Regions from separate parts of the Mus musculus genome. Here regions 1 and 3 are each linked to region 2. A link is a contact called in public Hi-C and HiChIP or PLAC-seq data. All regions are on one chromosome and are shown on one strand. The core of a region is the stretch at or near the end of the contact, and the rest is flanking DNA. Distances in the headings are between cores, read along the strand shown.

Region 1 (4,619 bases), core at 2,042-4,541, 140 kb before region 2:
CAGGAGGAACACCAGAAGTTCCCAGCTATGCCTCTCCCAGAGAAGTGAAGATCAGCAAAGACCCGGAGCCTATAGCCTTACACAGCTAGCGCTATAAACAAGACAAACTCAGCCTCCATCACTGTCTCTCACATTCTATTTATACCTTCTAAACATCATGTGACTTGTTTTAGCACGTCTTCCCTTAGCATGTGCCTTGTCTCAATATGTAAGTCTATCTCAGCTGATATCACTCTGTTAAATCAGCCCAAGTGTGTAGAAGTGACAAGAAACTATAGCACACCACCAGAAGTTTTTTGGTGTGTTTCTCCCTATGGAGTCCCAACAAATGTAGCTTAACTACACAATATAATGCGGACCAATACACACACACACACACACACACACACACACACACACACACACATGTTGTTAGCGTAGAATCTTTCATCACGTCTTTTCATGTGCTTACTTTAGCAGAACATCCTTTATCCTGTGTCTGCTTCAGCTTAGTCTTTTGCCTATGTCCACTTCAAGTAAAGGTTCCTTTACATGTTTACCCCAACAAAACACCATCCAAACAACTTTCCAAAGACCCCTTAAGTTACCTTTACACACACACACACACACATGAATGAGCATACCTACCCACTGCCCCCATACCGGTGAATTCACCTACCCCCCCACACACACACACCACACACACACACACACACACACACACACACACACACACACACACATGAGTGCATCTACCTCATCCCACACACACAGGTGAGTGAACGTACTTCACCCACCCATCCCCCACACACAGGTGAACATACACACATACACACACATGGTGAGCTTACCTACCCACTTACACACATGGTGAGCTTACCTACCCACTTACAAGTTCCACACCCCCAACTTCTGCACATGAAACTTAATGCACATGAAACTTAAAACTCTTAACTGTTAATACGACATCAACATTTTTACCACCTGCACTCGGTGTATAACCAGGAACAGCAAATAACTGAAAAGAGAGAAAAAGAAAACATCAGGATTCACTTTAGTTTCCACAAATTCCTCTTTGGCTCGTAGGATTCAGGTCTCTGACACCATTTGAAAGTATGATGATTAGAAATAACAACTAGAATAATATTTTAGAACCTCATGGAAATTTTGTTCTTTCAAAACTGGTCTCTATTTTGCAATTTAGTTCTCAAATCATAATAACTTGTCTTGAGTGACCCACACTCTTCCTGTTCCTGGTCTCCTGGAGAGGTCTCAGGTCTTTTGGCTGGGTGCTTCATCTTTTGTTATTCTACATTCCATATGCCAAATTTGTTATAAATTGCCTGGCATTTTCTTTGGATTATTTTTCTTTTCCTGTGAACTTGGAACTGTGATTTCCCATTGAATGAACGTTGCGTGTATGCACTGTGACCTCCAATGACCCATGATAAATCATAAAACAAGTGTTTGGGATGACCATAGATGACTTCAGATGTTTGGCCTTTGGAGCTCAATGGTTAAATACCTGCCTAACACTCATGTGGACCTGGACATAACATTAAAAAAATAAAAACAAACAAGCAAACCAAATCCAACACTTTCACCCTTTGATAGTACAAAGTTTAATGAGAATGTAGATATAAAGTGGTTTATAGGAGGGACAAAATGCTTGACATAATGTAGCCTTTCCCTCATAGTCCAATAATGATTATGTTTTGTCGCATCCTTATGTGGTATATCTCTTTTCTTTTATAGGTTGATATTCCAGCCAGTTCCAGGACAAATCACCAAGCACTGCCATCAGGAACTGGAATTTATGATAATGATCCCTGGTCTAGCATGCAGGATGAATCTGAATTGACAATTAGCTTGCAATCAGAGAGAAACAACCAGGGCATTGTTTATGCTTCTTTGAACCATTGTGTTATTGGAAGGAATCCAAGACAGGAAAACAACATGCAGGAGGCACCCACAGAATATGCATCCATTTGTGTGAGAAGTTAAACCTGCCACTGAGCCAGGCAGCCTACACTGCATGAGTGCCTGTCAATACCTCTGTCTGGACCTTCAGTTTCAAATAACCTTCAACCTGGAAAGTTTCAATTAAGATGCTCTGTGCTGGTGCTGCGTCTTAAAGGTCCATGAAGTATTTAGTTAAAATTTCTCCTGAAAACTTTGGGAGAGTTTTGTACAAGACAGACTCTTCCCTGGGAAAACTCATATTACGAATAGCAGAATAATAGGGCTTTTAAAATTGACCATGTCGCACCATGTCGTACCCAATGTGTGAATTCAATATTTTCTTTGGAACTACCAAACAGACTTACAGGGGAGAAAGAAGCGTGTTATTTGGATCTGCTCACTACACATTCTAGAAAAAGAATGGCCCAGTTTGACTAACTAGTCATAAATATAGTAATGATTGTATGCTCTCAGTCAGTCATGATAAGACAATTACCCATGTCAATCTATATAGATAATGCTTTATTATTTTTTTTAATGTGAAAGAAAAATTATCTTGGACTCAATTCAGAAAAAGATTAGAAAGGGTAATTGGTATAATACAGATATAGCATATGCCAGATAGATGTGGTGCCAACGATCCTTATCCCCACCAGTGAGATGCTCACCTTCAGCTGGCTTGATTGAGAAAGTAAGGTAGGTAGTAAAGGGCTCATCCACATATAGTGAGTGGATTTGCAATCAGCGTGGTAGTGTTTGGATCAAGATTAACGCACATGAATGTGATTCAATGCTGCTGGATTAATATACATATGGTACGTATGGGCCTATGAACAAGTGTCCATGGGAATGGATATATTATCAATCTAGAGCGAACTTTTAGCCCACCTTTTGCTTTACGTGAGAGCAAGCTCAAAGGGCAATTTATGAAAGGAGAATCTTGAATATTGAGTTGATCCGTAGGGACTGGCATGCATTCATTAATGCCTGTTTCTTGATTCTGAGGAAGTGAATCAGAAAAAATCATATGTAATGAAGTAGGGCCTATGGAGATCACTCAGGTTTAAATTCTGACATTGCAGCTGTTCAAGAAGATGATTATCAGGTGTTCTGAATTTCCGGATTGAGTCTAATTACTTAAAAATAGCTCATAATTTTATTCATCAGCTTGAGGCTTGAGTTCTCAGACCCTAAAACTGAATAATGGCATAGTCTTAGTATACAGCAGATTGGGCCTGAGTTAGAAGCCACTGGAGCAAACACATAAACTGTCTATGTAATTGCATGCATATATGTGGGTGTGCCTGTGCATGTGTGTGCTAGCATGCAAATGCAAGATGTGACGCCTGGAAATAAGACAAGAGAAACCAGTCCTTTTGCTGTGCTTTTTTTAGTTTGCTTAGAAGGTGCAAAGTACTAGAGAAAATGAGTCATTTATAGAAAATAACACGTAGACTGGTGAGAATGGAAGGGAGTTGAGAATGTATCCATAAACAGTGAATAAAGAGGCCTTACTACACAGCTTTTCTCACCTACTGCTCACCTCGGGTTCCAGTTCCCTGAATCTAGAACAACAAACAATGTTTTCAGACATGTTACAACCACTTCTAGTTAAGCTTGTTCAGGCAGGTGCATTTGTGGGAATTTATGCAAAAAAGACCTTAGAATAGCTGCTCATCTTCAAAATAGAAACAGGAAGGATGGGAGGGGGATGAGTACTGCACTCTGTCTCTCTTATCAGATCAACAGGCAACTTAAGCAAATCTTTCAGAATTGTCTCCGGCTTTAAAAGGAAAATACTTCGCTCTACTCTGTTTAAAACAATCTTTTAAAAACGTTGTGTGTACATGTATATTTGGGTATGCATGTATGTGTGTATATGGTGTATGTGCGTGGTGTACACACATGTGTATGCAGGAGCCAGAAGAGAAAGTCAGGCACCCTTTTCTATTGCACTCCACTTTATTCTGTTAAGGGAAGGTCTCTCATTGAACCTGGAGCTCTGCTAGCAAGCAGCAAGCCAGCGATGGATCCTCCCATCCCTGACCCCCACATTGCTAGACTATATTTGCTCATGCCCAGCTTTTTACAAGGATGTGGAGAACTGAAATTCAGGTCCTCATGATTGCATAACAAGCACTCTCACTTACTAAGCATGTTCTAATATGTTTTACAATGAAAGACGCTGCTCAAGATTTCACCTCAATGAATGATCAATTCTGTTTGTACCTTGTTTGCCAATCACATAGCATTTATGCTCTTATTCCTACTTAGTAAATATGTATGTTGTAGCTCCTCAAATAAATTTGTTCCAGCATTATTTTCATGGTTACCTAACTCACAAGTGGGAGATGATTTCATGATTTCCTTGAACTTTAAGATTGTCACTTGTACCCAGTAAGACAGTAAAATTATTAACATTTACCTGAAAATTGACAAATGACTCCTTCACCCTTTCCCCCAGCAATCAACTGCCAATAGCTCTCCAGGCCAGAGCAGCCATCTTATGTCCCTTCTCCATCCACAAGGGACATTGATGGCACCAATCTGGTATAGGTCTTGTACAAATAACCCCAGCTGCTGTGAGTTTAAGAGGACAACACTCCCGTCACGTCCAGCAGCTAGTATTTTACTATACTCTTTCCTGTGACTCAGGTCTCAGGTTCTTTCCCTGTCCT
Region 2 (4,053 bases), core at 1,346-3,845:
GTGTCTTATTAAGTTATAATCGATTGGAAAGACCACTATGGTCCTGTCTCATATCATGATGTACAGTGCTAAGTGTAATATTTTACCTTGCTCTTACAGAGAATCCAAATGAACTATGACTAAGCTATCAGGACAGGTCAGTAACCGCTGCTGCTGTGATGGGCCTCTGAGTAGAAAGATGCAGGAAGGATATAAGAATTGGGATTTCAATGAAAAGAACCCATGTTGGTAATGTTACAGTCAGTGATTAGTAATGAAGAAAGCAGAAGTTACATTTTTGTGTTAGACTTGAGACACAGAATATAATCTTGAAAAATATTGTAAAGTCTTGCTTCACTGTAAGGAGGCAAGGCTTGAATAAGAAAGCTAAAGTGATGTGTTCAGAGAATCTGACCAGGGTTTGATGTTCTTTGATATAGAATTTCCCTGAACTGCATGAGGCTAAGGAATATAGGTATTGGATGGATGCTTGTACTTGGAGATCAGATAACAGCAATCCCTCCACTTACTCCAGCCCACCTTAACCTGTGTGGTAGCAGAACAAGGTTGTCTTTTATCATCTCCATCCTAATTTCAAGAGAGTGGAAAGGAATACCTTACATAGAAGGATGGATTTATCTGTATGATTTAATTAAGAGCCCAGAGATATAGATGGGCCTGCTGCAAGCACACATGTCTTTATGAGGGTAAGAGAAGTTAGTGAGAAACTTAATTTGAGAATGACCTAAGTGGTCGTCACTACTTCTGTATATGGGAACAAGTAAAAAAAAAAAAGCAAGCAAACAAACAAACAATAACAAACAAAACAAACAAACAAACAAACAAACAAAAAACAAGGAATGAAGTCGATCTGAAACACCTGGATAAACACAGGCGATTGATTTTCTTCAAGAATTTGTAGGAAGGAAGATAGCTTTAAAAGCACCTTGATTTTAGCCTAATGACTCCTATGTTGGATTTCTGACCTGAAGGATTGTAGGAAAATGAATTTTTGTGTTGTAGGCCACCAAGATTCTGATTATTTGGCAAAGAAACAATAGAAAACAGTATTTCTCTTCCATGGCTAAGCCATTTATTTACTTTGTAAAGTAACTCAACCTCTTCCAATTTAGAGAACATAAAGTTGGCTTCTCTAATAATGAAGACTAAAAGTGTGGATCTGTTCAGCCAACGTTCAAAGTGTAGACTACAACGGTGAGGGGCATAGCAATTCCAAAGAACACAACTGGTACTAGACAGGACAGAAAGGACAGAAGCTAAAATTCAAGGTAACAATGACATGAGAGGATTACTTAGTTTAAAAATGTTCTAATTCTTGTTATTTCATTAATTTGTGTAATAAATGATGCTAATATGAACAGGCAATCTCTTTTCAAAAAAATCCCCATGGTCAAACAGCTAAGGAGAGAGATGTCCACTTGAGAGCTAAACTGCCATTCAGTTGCTATAGAGAAGATTATGATGTCTTCACTCCTGGAGATGTTCTTGATATGGAGTGAAACTCAGGATTTGGTTCATTTATGCTGAGATTATTTTTTAGGGTTTTAGAGAATAAAAAAAGAATAGTTCCATGCAAGAAAACCAAGGCTTTGAGAGCCTGGTGGTCAAGAAATTGGTGATCAAAGTTTGTCATGCCATTTCGGAATGATGAGTTGATGAGTAGCATTTTTACATATGAAAACAACATGCATATATATATATATGTAGGCTTGGAGTACATTTTTCCCAGCAATGCTAGACTGAATAGTTTATTAAAGGTTCCCCATTGCTTTGTTCATATAGAGCATCATCTTCCTTCCTAAGATTATGAAGATTCTGGATAGGGTAGGGATTCTCATTTACCCAGTCCTTTAATCTGGAGATCATTAGCATTGTTATTTAACAATGAAGATTTTAATTGCTTAAGTAATAAATCTTCTTTGGACTCTCTTCCTAACTAATGATGAATTTTATCAACACAAAATTCATGGGAAATCTTTGTTCCTTGACATAATAGTGTGCTTAAAATAGGAATCAGTATATGCTCCTATCCAGGAAATAGTAAATTATTAATATAATCATTATGTATTGTCAAAAGCCCATTCATATCTCAGGCTACTAGGAAGTAAGGGAAGTCAAGCTAAATATAAATATTATGTGGTCAAAAATATTTTTTATATGAAATAGCCAGCACTTTGAAAAGAAGTGAAGTCCAGAATATATGTCTCACTTGAGTGTCTGTGTTCTTTTGTTTCCAACCCAGTCTTGAATCAAGCAAACCAAAGAAAAGAAAATAACTTAGCTACTCAAAACAAAGAGTTCTACCATGCACTGATATTTTCAGTGATCTGCCCCATAGCAGACCCAAAATTGCATTCATCATTTCTGAGAACTATATAATAAATGGTAGGTAATTGTTGTGAAATGCAAGATTATTCTCAGCCTCCTATCTGGAGAAGGTATGAACTTATGACATCATCAACTGTTACTAGAAAAAATGGTTGGGTATGGTAGAAAATTTCCCCAGGAAACTTTGAATTCTTTCTCACTTTCTATTTCAATAATAAAATACTGATTCATGGAAACAAAACAAAGTAAGCATATTCCTGAAAGCCGTCTTAGTTTTATAAGGGTAGACTCCAGGGAAATAACTGTGGTGATCCTGCTAGGAGTTGGATATAAGTGGCCTAATAGTTATCATAAGTTCCTCCAGAGCACATGATACAACAGAAAAGAGAGTAGAGGACAACGTCCTACGCTGTACTGAATCACAAGAGGAGTTAGGGGAGGCTGACCTCAATGCTAAGACAACAGCCGTTATTACAGATCTGGGGCAAAATAAATCTGTTCTCACTTTTGTGGACCATGGATTGAGATTAGAATCTAAAAAGAGTTTTGTTTTGATGGATTAGCAAACAAAGGTTGACATAACTGACCACATCCCTATTGGCTACTGAGTCCTCCATGGAGATGAGTCTGTTTAGATTTAGTTAGTATAAACATCATTTATCTTTCTTTTTATCTACCTGCAAAACACACACACACACACACACACACACACACACTCACACATTCCCACATACATTCATACATACACAGCATGTGTGCATACACACACACACACACACTGGCACATACATACACATTCACACACATTCATACACACATATACACACATACACACTCATACACATTTACACCCACATTCATACTCATATACCCAGCATATGTGCACCCCCACCCCCCCACACACACCCTGACACACACACATACATACACACCACTTTCTGTTCCACTTTCTCATTTCCTCTTTCATGTTCATAGCATGAGCCTTTAGATCACCGGTTTTGGAACCTCTATGTTGGCTTTGCCTGACTGCATTTCCTTTCATATCTAAAAGTTCTACTACCTCAAAAAATGAGGGGAAGAAAAAGTGAAAGAGGACGGAAGTAAAGGAGGGAACTATGGAAGGCAGGTGCTGACCTGTGTGTTCACCTGTTGTGTGAAAAAAAAGAGAGAGAAGTGTTATCATATGCTTTGACTGTTTTTGGCTTCTCACAATGTTCTGCATAGCTTAAAATATGTTTCTTTGGGAACCAGTATTTCCTTAGCTCTGAGCAATTAGGCTTTCAATATAACTGACACTTGGTTTCAGTAGCTTTAACTACAGGAGTCAAACCGATGGCTGCTAAAGTTCTAAAATCTTAAAAAAAAAAAAAAAGGAATCAAGTTACTCAAAATATGAGCATTCAGAGAAATTGACTGATGTGGCCATATGTCATGTCAACACTTGCCAACAAAATGGCAACTAAGTGTTCACAAGGTTCATCTGAAGCAGGAATACTTATTTCTTAAGTGAAGCGAGAGTTTAGTACAGACATTGACTGCCTCTTTCTGGCATGTAGCGATTCTATCCCTCAGAAAATCTAAGACTGCTAAATGAACAAAGAACTATTACTTTGCAAATACTCCTGTTTAGTGGAATTTATCTCGGGCTGAAATATAACTCTAGTTAAGAAATGAATTCAAATACTTTGGACATTTTTGTTTGCAACAGAGAATAATTTACAGTGA
Region 3 (4,312 bases), core at 960-3,459, 160 kb before region 2:
TTTTAAAACTGTTCCTAGCATACAAAAGAAAGCATTTCTAGGAATGCAGTAAACTCATTAAATTTGTGCATTGACATGGAAATTACAAGTTTCGGATTAAACAGTACATGATTATAATGGGATGATTCGAGATTTAAAAAAAAAAAAAAACAAAAACAAACCTAGCTACTGGATAAGTTATAAACACAAAGCAAGGCAGACTTATCTCTGAGCAATGCATTTTTGAATCTGGCTTCTTTCATTTCTACCCTAGAATAAAGACAGGAATGAGATTCTGAGTCAAAGTCTTGGCCAATGGCATTTGCAACTGTGCAGGGATAAATAGCCACACACACTGATAAAATATCAGAATGGACATCATTTCAAATTCGTGAGAAGTTTTATAAGATTGCTCCAAATGTTATCTACTTCGTATGAATTCCTTTGTATGAAAAGAAAATCATGAGGCTGGGTAGATGGCTCTGTCAGTAAAGCTCCTTCCGTGCAAGCCTGAGGACCTGTGTTCAGATCCGCTGCAGCCACATAAAAGGCCAGTTATGGTCGTACATTGGGGTGAATGACAGGCGACTCCTGGAGCTCATTGCCAGTTACTCTAGCGAAATGGATGAGCTCCTGGTTCAGTGAGAGACTCTGTCCTAAAAAAAAAAAAATAAAAGTAAGGGGCAGAATCATTGAGAAAGATGTCTGACCCCTGCATATATCCAGCAGAAAGCACACAGCATGTTCATACACCTACATAAACATTTACATACACCCACACACACCGAAAGAAGGAAGAAGAGGAGGAGGAAGAGGAGGGGGAGGGGGAGGAGGAGAGAGAACAAGAACCACTAGAGAACTATGATGGTCTGGAGTTGACAGAGTTTATTTGTGGTTTGGATGATATCTCGAGCTTTAGGATGGGTGGTGATTCAAGGCTTTTCTTCGAAACCTCTTAGGCTATTTTAGAGGTACATTGAGCCTTGTTTCTACTGCCAACAGGAGTTTTGCACCCCATTCTGAGCAAGGAAGGGGGATGAGTTGTATAAAATGAACCATAAGCAGGGTGCTTCCTTGGTCAACAGTGCAGATTCTAGGAGCTCTGCAGACTACCTGTATCATCTGGCGTACCAGGGGTGCGTGAGCATCAGCATGGATTGGCTGAGTTCCTTAAATTCTGGAGCGGCGTTCACTCATGTTGGTATTCCAGCCACTGTGGCTTATCTGGACAAATATGCAATAGGTACCCTAAATGGAGTTTGGCCTTGGAAGGGTACCATTAGCCTCTGAGGGAAAGATTTCTCAATTTCATTCAATGAGTTAAACTGCACAGGTGCCACCTCTCCATTTGGAATTACCAAATTCCTGTTGTTATAAGCTAGTGATTGAACGTGGGCTGCGTGCCCACAGCCCCTCAGCAACCCTGAGCTATCCAATTTTGAACTTTTTCCATTTCTTACTTTACTGCTTCATCTCGACAACAACCACATAAAGCATGCGGAAAATGAAAGTTTCCTCTAATTGGCACTCAAGTGCTCATTTTGCTTAGAACTTTAATATTTAGGAAGATCGTGTAGCTAGTACTAACGGCAAGCATGTATTCCGTTGATAGGCATCTACAGACTGAAGAAGGAGGCCCTTCCCTCTTCTGTTGATGAAATGCACCCTGTCAGTCATTTTCTCCATAACGTCAGATAAGTCTTCATTGGTTTCATGACAAGGAACATTCTCATCTTACTGTGCCTTTATGGGAGCATGGGGGGAGGGTTGTAAGATACATTACACTGATGAAGTATCATAATCACAAACTATAAAAAGGGGAAATATATGCTTACCATAGGTACTTTTTGTATGAATTTCCTGACCCTGATTTGATCAGAATCTAAACCTAAAGACTGTAACAATTTAGATCTTTTTTTTTTTAAGTTTAATTGTTCACTTTGAGAAAAACCTCAAGGTTATGCAAGAATGGTGGCAGAGCGGAAGCAAGGAGCCAGCTGCTTTGCACATCAGAGGGCTTGAAAGAGAACAGCAGGTCGGATCAGAAACAAAACCACAGCAGGGCCTCTTGCTCTCACAAATCCTTCGGACTACTCACACTGTCCTCTCCCACCAGGTCTCCTGATTTGATTTAAATTAATTAATTTATTTTGGCCTAAGATGCTGCTAGTGTGAATAACGTGACCCAGCTCTGAAGATCTCTAGGGAGGAAGAGGAAGTTTGCCCTTACCTGACACGTGCTGGGAATGAAGACAGTGCCTGCCATGCTTGGGACTCCTCGGTTATTTAGGGAATTCTTCATCCTCCATCTGGGCCTCTGGAGCATCCTTTGTGAGAAAGCTACTAAGAGGAATGGTAAGGGACCTACTAAGAAAGCTGGTTTTCTTCCTCGGGGTTCCTGTCAGTGATAGTTGAGCTTGCTCTGTGGAGAGGGATGTTCATGTCCAGGGCATATATAGCTCAGAGTGATGAGTCCCTTTTGCTTCTTGAAAACGCTCCAGGATGTGAGTGAAGTTAGGACATGCTACTCACCTGGCTACAGAGCAAAAACTGATCCATAGCTGGAGCTAAGTTTCCTAAAACCAGGTCCTGATGGTAAGTGAAGAGATTTGAGCAGATGTTATAAATGTGTCAGTACAGATTTGTCACTATTACAAAACTCTCTGTGGCTGCCATGCTAACAGAAAAGACTTGTTACGTTCATGTCTTGGTATCAGATGTCAGCAGGATGTTGTAGTGCTTACTGGGGTGGGAAAGCTTTTGGATACTTGTGGTTATAGCTGTGGCCATGGTTACACTCAAATAATGTTCAATCTAAATAGACTGCCTCCTTCTTTCTGTGGGGTATACTATGAGAATACTGTGGGGTGTACTATGAGAGTACTAAGCAGGCTTCTCGATGTGAGGCTGAAGAGTAAATCATGAGTGTCGCTTTAGTTTGTCTGGACAGGATGATTTGTGAATGGTCGCCAACTGAAAATAGGAAACAATTCTCCATAGTTTATGAAGACAAGGTCTGTAATGCTTGGGATCCTTGGGTTATTTATCTTCCACCATCACACGTGTAGCAACTGGGCACATTCGTGTTGGATTGAAAAATAGAACCACTGAGGTCCTGTGGAATGTCATCTTGAAATCTGGAACTGTGAGGTTTAGGATTCAATGATCTGATGTCACAAGACCACCTAGCCAAGAGCAGAGTAGAACTTCTTCTTAGTCATTCAAGCCCTTGTTTATTATTACCCACCTCTGAAAGACAAGAGGAGTCAAATATTAATTCTATTTAATTCTAAGGGACCTCTTGCAGACTGGACTCTGTGAAACAAAGGAAATATTTTTAATTTTATAGCACAATTGGGGTTGTAATTCGCATTATATTCTTCTACCCAGTATGTTATAATCTGGTATTTATTACGCACAGAAACTTGGTTATCAGGTGGGAGTATTTATTCCCTCTGCTACTTACATTATGAACTCAGTTAAGTTTCTTCTCCTTTCTTAGTTTTCCTTTCTTCATTAAAAAATATATAATTATACCTAGCAGTTGGCCTTTTCTTATACCTATAGTGCCTAGCTATGGTAAGTAGATGCAATTAAAGCTTGATAAATGTTAATGGTGACCTTTGCCAATAGTTTTTTCCTTCAGTACCTTTGATAAAATCCAATTAAATGAGAACTTAGGTTTAACATTAAAACCTTAAGTAGATCTAGTTTTAAAAATCGCCAAATGCTATAGATATTTAGTTATGAAGTAAGATTATAATGCAGGCATACATTGTAGAATGTTTAAATCAATTGAGCTAACTTGCCTATGACCTTACATACTTATCATTTTAAATTTACCAGATCTTAATTTTAAAATAATTAGCTGTAGTCACTGTGTTTTGACTAGAACATTTTACTTATGTCTAGCTCTGACTTCATGCTTTGTTATTAATGTCTCACTAATACTTGCTTCAAATAATTAATATTTTGTTTGAAATTTTTATCCCCAAACATAATAAATCAATATATAGAGAAAATGAAATGGAAAGATTTAGATAAGCACAGGCCAGGTGCCTTATTCAGCAGTTTTTATGGTGGATTACAATGTTGCTCATATTAAATTACTAACATAGACTGGGTGTTGATAGGATGGCTCAGTGGGTAGAGGTGCTTGCTGCCAAATCTGATAAATTGTGTTCAATCCCTAGGACCCACATGGTAGAGGGAGAAAACTTAACCTGGAATCTTGAAAGTTATTAATATTCTCTCTAATCCCTATTCATGTGTTATCCCCCCAAACACACACACACACACTCCAGTGCACATGCACACACACATGTGCATATAC

Evidence for each region. Hi-C and Micro-C count contacts between places; a contact is called where the count stands out from the background. HiChIP or PLAC-seq counts read pairs in DNA pulled down with a chosen protein or histone mark.
Region 1: a BATF HiChIP or PLAC-seq map of CD8 T cells shows a contact between it and region 2, with 12 read pairs. The contact joins two enhancer-like sites. A contact is called at or near these places in 2 of 15 datasets of contacts at CTCF or cohesin (CD8 T cells and the NIH/3T3 cell line), 3 of 484 Hi-C or Micro-C datasets (B cells, CD4 T cells and CD8 T cells), 3 of 115 datasets of contacts at active chromatin or transcription factors (CD8 T cells, regulatory T cells and regulatory T cell precursor) and 3 of 9 other capture datasets (adipose tissue, liver and pancreatic islet).
Region 3: a Hi-C map of Th1 cells shows a contact between it and region 2, with 2.7 times the contacts expected there. The contact joins the promoter of Btla here to the enhancer-like site in region 2. A contact is called at or near these places in 2 of 39 promoter capture datasets (embryonic stem cells and neural stem cells), 1 of 15 datasets of contacts at CTCF or cohesin (CD8 T cells), 3 of 484 Hi-C or Micro-C datasets (CD4 T cells, Th1 cells and bone marrow-derived dendritic cells), 5 of 115 datasets of contacts at active chromatin or transcription factors (CD8 T cells, memory CD8 T cells, regulatory T cells and 2 more) and 3 of 9 other capture datasets (adipose tissue, liver and macrophages).

What each region holds. Positions count from the first base shown.
Region 1 is chr16:45,248,615-45,253,233 of GRCm38.p6, forward strand. It overlaps Btla (B and T lymphocyte associated), which reads left to right. Exons shown (of 6, transcript NM_001037719.2): 6 at 1,735-4,281. The coding sequence ends at 1,983. Among named protein-coding and RNA genes, the nearest start is that of Btla, 27 kb to the left of the region's middle. Within about 2 kb of position 3,292, at least 61 of the 459 cell types and tissues checked have an H3K27ac peak or open chromatin away from gene starts, as enhancers often do. A contact at or near this core is called in B cells, CD8 T cells, regulatory T cells and 1 more, where this site is marked.
Region 2 is chr16:45,386,711-45,390,763 of GRCm38.p6, forward strand. All of the region lies in intron 5 of Cd200 (CD200 antigen), which reads right to left. Among named protein-coding and RNA genes, the nearest start is that of Cd200, 20 kb to the right of the region's middle. Within about 2 kb of position 2,596, at least 55 of the 459 cell types and tissues checked have an H3K27ac peak or open chromatin away from gene starts, as enhancers often do. A contact at or near this core is called in B cells, CD8 T cells, Th1 cells and 5 more, where this site is marked.
Region 3 is chr16:45,222,128-45,226,439 of GRCm38.p6, forward strand. Btla (B and T lymphocyte associated) reads left to right here and starts at 2,210. Exons shown (of 6, transcript NM_001037719.2): 1 at 2,210-2,334. The coding sequence starts at 2,226.